Regions from separate parts of the Mus musculus genome. Here region 2 is linked to region 1. Evidence: chromatin contacts called from public promoter capture Hi-C data. All regions are on one chromosome and are shown on one strand. The core of a region is the stretch at or near the end of the contact, and the rest is flanking DNA. Distances in the headings are between cores, read along the strand shown.

Evidence for each region. Promoter capture Hi-C pulls out the DNA fragments that hold promoters and counts their contacts.
Region 2: a promoter capture Hi-C map of liver shows a contact between it and region 1, with 4 times the contacts expected there. The contact joins the promoter of 1810064F22Rik here to the promoter of S1pr2 in region 1. A contact is called at or near these places in 4 of 39 promoter capture datasets (cranial neural crest, frontonasal cranial neural crest, liver and 1 more) and 1 of 9 other capture datasets (pancreatic islet).

The regions. Positions count from the first base shown.
Region 1 is chr9:20,974,796-20,978,348 of GRCm38.p6, forward strand. It overlaps S1pr2 (sphingosine-1-phosphate receptor 2), which reads right to left and starts at 1,998. Exons shown (of 2, transcript NM_010333.4): 1 at 1,803-1,998.
Region 2 is chr9:22,212,329-22,216,118 of GRCm38.p6, forward strand. It overlaps 1810064F22Rik (RIKEN cDNA 1810064F22 gene), which reads right to left and starts at 1,532. Exons shown (of 2, transcript NR_027981.1): 1 at 1,395-1,532.

The sequences.
Region 1 (3,553 bases), core at 748-3,247:
AAGCTTTGGTTGCTTGTGGTAGCCCCTTATGCATGTCTGCTGCCCACCAAACTTGCAAGGGAGAACTGCCGGAGAGCTCAGAACTTTTATCCTCACCTCCCATCGCCACAATCTCTATGGCTCCCTAGGGCCCAGGCATACACTAACCTCCCAAGGCCCATTTGAGGTCGAAACCTGCTGTAGTTGCCTCTGGTATATCCTACAGACCCCCTCCCCACCCCCACACAAACACTTTTTCCGGCAGACTATCTTATCTTTGGATTTCATTCGACTGTCACTGTCTAGGCCTTCAGGAACTATCTTCTCTTTTTGTTTTGTTTTTGGGACAGGGTCTTACTGTGTAATCCGGGTTGACCAGAAACTCATTTCGTAGATCAGGTTGGCCTTGAGTTCACAAAGATGCCCCTTAACTCAGTCTCCTGAGCACTGGGATTAAAGAAATAAGGCATTTTACCCAGCACAGCCCACCCCTAATTTCTATCAGAGCATCTGACTTTATCATCGGAAATGATCTTGTTTTCCACAGTATCGTGTGAGGCCAGCTACCAAGTTCACCCTCAGCCTCTCTTGCTTGGTGCAAGCGAGGCAGGCGCATGAATGAATGAAAGAGCCTGAAATTGGGGGGCTCGTTCGCATGCAAAGCATGGGGACATCTCCTGGCAGCACCCCTACCCTACCACTATAGGAAGCTGAAGCCGGGCGCGTCTCCTTGGCGACAGTAAGACCCGCCTGGCTCAGGCAGCACTCTCCAGCTCCTTATCAGGCCGAGGAATGCGTGGTATCCACACTCGCTTGCGCTGGGGCGGCGCCATCTCTCTCTCCTGAGACCCCGACACGCGCGCAGGATGTCCCTATCCTGCACAAAGCAACAGGGGGTGGCCACATTTCTGCACCCCACCAGAGGCCCCCCACATCCAGATTCCTGGGGCACTGGAGAGAGTAACTACAGCTACTTCATTCCCTCCCCCCCCCTCAGTGATGCTCCCATGTTGCCCCGCAGGGGACAGTAGGCTCTGCGGGTGTCGCCTCGGGCATCTAACAACAAGGATAGGGACGGGGGTGGGGAGGTGGAAATCCCCGGGTGAGTCAACCCATGCTCTAGAGGGGGGCGAGGTCCCAACGCCGTGTAGCCCGCGACAACGCGGACTCCACGCCACGCGTGCCTTCCTTCACTCCTACGCCCCATCCCTGAGCTAGGAAAAGGAGACACCTGGACTTTGCAGTTAATGTCCCTTTCCTTCGATACAAAGTGATTCTTCCGAAAGAGAGACTGAAAGAGAGGGGCAACTAACTGGAAACTGAGGCAAAAAACTAGTCTCACAGGCGGTGGGGCGACGGCCTTCGCCGGGGACCCCGCCCATGAACTCTGAAAGCTTTCCCCGCTCGCTCGTCCGTAGCACCTTTCATCCTAGCCGGAGACAGAGAAGAAGGGATGCTGCACCTCTCCCCAACAACCTCACTGCCCCAAACCCTGCTTCCTGAGAACCCCCATCCAGTCTTGCAAAGTCTCCAGCTCAAAGCGCTCGGATTCCGCCTTTCTCTTCAGCGCCAACTTCCTGCCCGAAGGAAGGCGGGGAGCTCAGTCTGGGGGTGCGCCACTGAGTAGGTGGCGAGCTGCCTGGAGTAGTGGGCAGGGGCGCATGGTAGATGATCTGTTCCCTCGGTGCAGCAGAGCCTGGAGCAGCGCGTGCAACGCCTGTACGAGCGCCTGACCCCGGACCGGGCCCCCCAGCTGGGATCTCAGGGTCTCCGTGAACCGCGGCCGCCCAGATCGGAACCTCCCCTCTGCCCCGCGCGCTCACCTGGCTAGGCCGGCCGGGGTCCCTGCCCTGGCCTGAGTGGCCTTGGCGTCTGCGCCCCGGGACAGCCAGTGGTTGGTTTTGGAGACTGTTGGCTGTGCTCGGTCTATGTCCCGGAGTTGGGGACCCAGGACAAGAGAGAGGCGGGCAGAGCCGCTGCCTCCGGCCCCAACTCCCTGCTCGCCCCGCCCTCCTCTCCTCCTCTTTCCGGCGGCGACTTGCAATGAATTCCAGATGTGGCCCGCCAGTTAGCCAGGGCGCGCACGGGGGAAGAGCAGGGCCCCTTTGTCCACACCCCCACACACACACTCCTGCCCTGCTCCTCCCAACCCCCACTCGTGAGAACTGCCGTGGCATGATGTCACGGCCGCGTGACGTCACAGCTCTCTTAACCCAGGTGACCTAGTACTGAAACAACTGTATTCCATTTGGCTTAGCGCCAGGCTAATGCTTGGGACCTGGAAATGGAGGAAATCACACTTACCTACTATGTGAGAACTCAGCAATTCAAGATTAAGCACCTACTATGTGTTTCTACAAGAAATAAATTCCTACACTGTATCATACCCAGCCCCCCAAACAGAAGACTTGGTAAGAACTCCCAGATCCAACTGGGCTTTGTGGCACATATGCCTGTCATTCCAGCATCTGCCACCTGGGAGGTGGGAAGATCAGGAGTTCAGGGTCCTCTTAGCAACCTTAAGCCACTGCCTGCTCAAGACCCTTTCTGAAAAACAACAGGCAGGGATGTGGAGGCAGGTGGTTGAGTGTTTGCCTAGCATGCATCCTCAACACTGCAAAAATATGGAATGGTGGCTTGGGCCTCTAATTCCAAACTTGTGAAGTAGAAGCAGGAGGTTTGTTTTAGAGTTCAAGGCCAATCTGGATCACATGATCCTGTTGGCTCCTTCCCTCCAAACAACTCAGGGTGAAAAAAAAATCCAAAATTAGAGTGAGTGACAGAAGGTCAGCTGTCCAGCTCCACTAGGCAGGGAGGGGAAAGGGCTTGTCTGGAAGCCTGACCTGAGGTCAGTCCCTGGAAGCAAAGTTGGCCTCTGACCTCCACAGGGCACACTGGCATTGCTGCACCTACATTCATTCACTGATACATGTACAATAATAATAAATGCATTTAAAAAAGAATAACAAAACCGGGCGTGGTGGTGCACGCCTTTAATCCCAGCACTCGGGAGGCAGAGGCAGGCGAATTTCTGAGTTCAAGGCCAGCCTGGTCTACAGAGTGAGTTCCAGGAGGCTGTGAGTTGTCAGTGGGTAAGGCCTTGCCTGGGACCCACAAGGTGGAAATTGAGAACCAATTCCTGCAAGTTGTCCTGTGACCTCCAAGGCCTGCTGCTGAGGCACATGCACACACCCACGTACATGTACACACCCACGTGCATGCACGCACATGGGTATAAAGTTAAAATTAATAAATTTTTAAAAGGCGCTAAAGAGGTGCCTCTAATGGTCAAGAGCACTTCCTGCTCTTGCAGAGAACAGAATGTCCCAGCACCCACAGACCTGACAACTTCTGAGTCCAGCCCCAGGGGATCTGACCCTTTCAGCCTCAAGGGCCCGTGTACACACATGCACATACCCACAATTACACATAATTAAAAACAAAAAAAAATAAACACACAAAAGTGTAAATTGCACACCCAAACATAAGCTCCCTAAGAGCGAACAGTGTTTCCCTTGCTGTGTTTAACATTGTGCCTTATGTCGGCATTGAGATGTTTATGGAGGCAGGCGGC
Region 2 (3,790 bases), core at 282-2,781, 1.2 Mb after region 1:
AGGATCTCAAAAAATTCTACCAGCTGCTTTTAGCAGTCTGTCCACAGATTCCTGAAACGGTTCATCAGGACCTTGTTCGATGCCAGATAAATTCCCACTGAGATCCCCTTTAATTGGGAAACGATTCTAAGCAAGATGAGCAGCCATTGCAACCTGGGCATACTCTCCTGCAAGTAGCCTGATCTGATTAGCATTACCTTCATATTGACCTTCTCCTAAAAGCATGTTTATATCCTATTGAGCATTACCTGCCTGAGCATCCATCAGAGCAGTTCTTTTACTTGCTTCACGCCATTCAGAAATCCTGACAAAGTAGCCTTACATACAGTTTTCCAGTCTTGAGGGGTTAAATGAGCTTCCATCACAGTATCCAACAAAGCCTGTGTAAAGGGAGCTATGGGGCCATACTAGGCCACAGCTGTTTTTAACTCTTTTATCACTTTGAAGTCTAACATTTGATATTGTCTGACTACATTGCCCTGCTGATCAACTATCTCAACTACAGAAAAAGCCAACACTTCAGATGTATCTTGCTCCTCTCTGCAAGCCTGATTCACAGCTTTTCTAATGGAAATTGGCATATCAGGATTATTGCTCTTTCCTGTACTTGATGCACTCTTATTCTTGTAGTTTATTAGTCAATTTCTGAAGCTTAACTTCTAATTCTAATTTATAGACTTGCATGTCCATCTGAGCAGCATTTCCTACATTAGAGGCCATAGGCAGAGCAGAAAGTACAAAAGGAGGCCAATCCTCATTATGATATTTGACAACCTCTTCTTCTAAATCTTCTTCCTCCTCTGCATCTAATTCATCATCAGTGCCTCCAAGTTCTGTCTCCCTAGGTCTATAAGGCGTGCCAGGTCTGTATTGTTGTGCTTTGGAGTTGAGAGTGCCTCTTTCTGCGGAAGCCCTCTCTGGCAGCTGTTCTCCCTGGGGTTCCTCAAGCTGCTCCTGGGCAGTAGCTAACACCTGTGAAGTCTCTTCGTTTTTATTATTATCAATAGCATCTTCTATAAGCACCCACAGACAGAAGGTGATAGGATCTGTCCGAGTGGCTCCTAGAATGTCTCAAATCTATCCTAGGTTTCCTTATTTAAAGTGCTTTCTTCTGAAAACCATGGACTACACGAATCTATTTGAGCTAAAATTTTTTTCTAATGTCTGTTTTGAAAACCCTGCTCCTCTCGCCTGGAGCAGCTCTTTTAGACAGCAGACAAAGGCCTATTTAGAATTTCTCTGTCTCATTGCCCTGTCAACCCTAGGTGAAGTCGGTGTCGGGCCAGCACCACTTCAGCCTAGCTGGTATCCCTTTGAATAAATCTCCTGCAACAACAGTCTCCAAAAGATAAAATTTATGGCTAGCGCTAGCATTAATGCTGTATGTTGCTTACCATGCTTCATGGATACTTTCACTTTTCTTGTGTTTTCTATGGAGCTCCACCCAAGACACCGTTTCTCAGTAGGTTCCCCTGTTTTCAGGCCCTTCATTCAGGTGCCACCTGTAGCCATCCAGCAGCCTCCAGCAAACTGGTTTTACCTGAAAGGGAGGCTGGAAATGAAGGGGGTGGGGTGGGGGGATGACGAGAGAAGAATGAAGCCAAGACAAAGGTTCTGATTAAGGCTCAAAGTTTAATAATTAGCTTTGCATTTATAAAGGGAAAAACCACAAAACCCACCCCCTTCTTCAGCTGGAATATGTTGTAGAGCAAGGTCAACGTAGGCAGCCAAAACAGCTAAGTTCCCATGGGAACCTACAACTGCAGCCAAGACAAATGTCTCTGTCCAGGTTGATAAGACCTGTTGTGGCAAATGTTCAAGGTCTTCTTAGCCTGCTCAAGGCTGGGAAGGTTACAGAGAGTGGAAACCCTTGTTTTGTTCCAATTATTAGAAGAAATGGTCTCTGGGTTTTGGCATTAGTGTGATGTTGGTTATAGATGTTTTAGGATTGTTTATTTCTCTGTTTTACAATAGCGTAGTTTACTCCTTAACAATTTCATATGTGGGATGGAGAGATGGCTCAGCAGTTAAGAGCACTGACTACTCCTTTAGAGGTTCTGAGTTCAATTCCCGCAACCACATGGTGGCTCACAACCATCTGTAATGGGATCTGATGCCCTCTTCTGGTGTGTCTGAAGACAGCTACAGTGTACTCATATACATAAAATAAATAAATATAATCTTTTAAAAAATGTAAACATATTAACAAGTCCGTAGATACCATTAGCACCTGAAAGTTCTAAATGCTAGTGTGCTGTCTCCTGTTACTGGGGTGGTATTAGGAAGCTTCACTGACAAACAGGTTCCAGTTTGTTCTGAAGGCTTGAACTCATATCCCTCACGACAACTGCAGAATCCAAGATAAGTTCAAGACCACAAACTATATAGTTTGAGTGGTCAAAATGACTAAGCCTACAACTGCCAAAATAAGATTTGCTGTTCTCAGAGAAATAACCATAACAAAAATAATAGTTCTCAGAAAAATTCCCCTACCCTACCCCACACTGAATTCCAAGAAAAACCACAAACCACCCTGACCTTGTTGCTAGAATTCCCCTGACGTTGATAGCCATGATTTAATAGCTGTGATGTTAATAGCTGACCCATAAGTTCAAAACATACTGCTGCTTTGCTGACCAACCACAAGGGCAGGCAGAGTGAGGGACTAGGCCAAAGGGTTACTTAGTCACCCTATACAAACCAACCAATGCCTGAAAGGGTTACTTGCTACACCAATTAGAATAAGCCAGCTAGCCGGGCGTGGTGGCACACACCTTTAGTTCCAGCACTCGGGAGGCAGAGGCAGGCGGATTTCTGAGTTCGAGGCCAGCCTGGTCTACAAAGTGAGTTCCAGGACAGCCAGGGTTATACAGAGAAACCCTGTCTCGAAAAAAACAAAAAACAAACAAACAAACAAAAAAGAATAAGCCAGCTAACCCTGTTGCCTAAATCTGCCCCTAACAGGGTAGAAAAAGTGTGTTCTTTCTTTGTTCTGGGTCTCTCCTCTTGCCTGCGTGCTGAGGGATTCCCCCCAACATGTTGGGACAATTAAAAAAAAAAAAAACAAACAAACAAACAACCAAAAACCTCTTGTGGTTTTCAGCAATGGTGATCTCTGTGGTCTTTGTGAGTGAGGGTCTTTTGGCGGACTCCAACACAACAAAGGTCTGTCTACTCACTTTTTGAGTGGGTTGGACAGCGATGAATGGCTGGGTACATATGGATGGGAAGTCATTTTTGTTGTTTGAGACAGGGTCTCACTTTGTAGAACAAATTGACATAAATCAGCCTGCCTCTGCCTCCTGGGTTTTGGATCCTCCATGGCAGCATGTTGGCATTCCCATTTACCATAGCCTCAAACACTTGTAATCTATTCTATTTTGCTCTTCATCTGACAGCTGTGTTGAGACCTGGGCAGTCAGATATTTGAGAAACTCATTCTCATGCTCTAGTTTGTAGCTTGCTGCACCTGGGTGAACATAACTAGATTTTTTTTTTTTTTTCTGAGACAGGGTTTCTCTGTATAGCCCTGACTGTAGGAACTCACTTTGTAGACCAGGCTGGCCTCGAACTCAGAAATCCGCCTGCCTCTGCCTCCCGAGTGCTGGGATCAAAGGCGTGCGCCACCACGCCCGGCTCATAACTAGATTTTAACATAACTAGATTTTCACAAACTACTGGGCTTGCAAAAAAGACCCATGTGGTCTCTTCAAAATAGAAATAGTTCCAGAGTGGGCTGGGGAGATGGTTGTCTTGGTATGTAAAGTGTTTGTTGAATAAAGCATGAGAC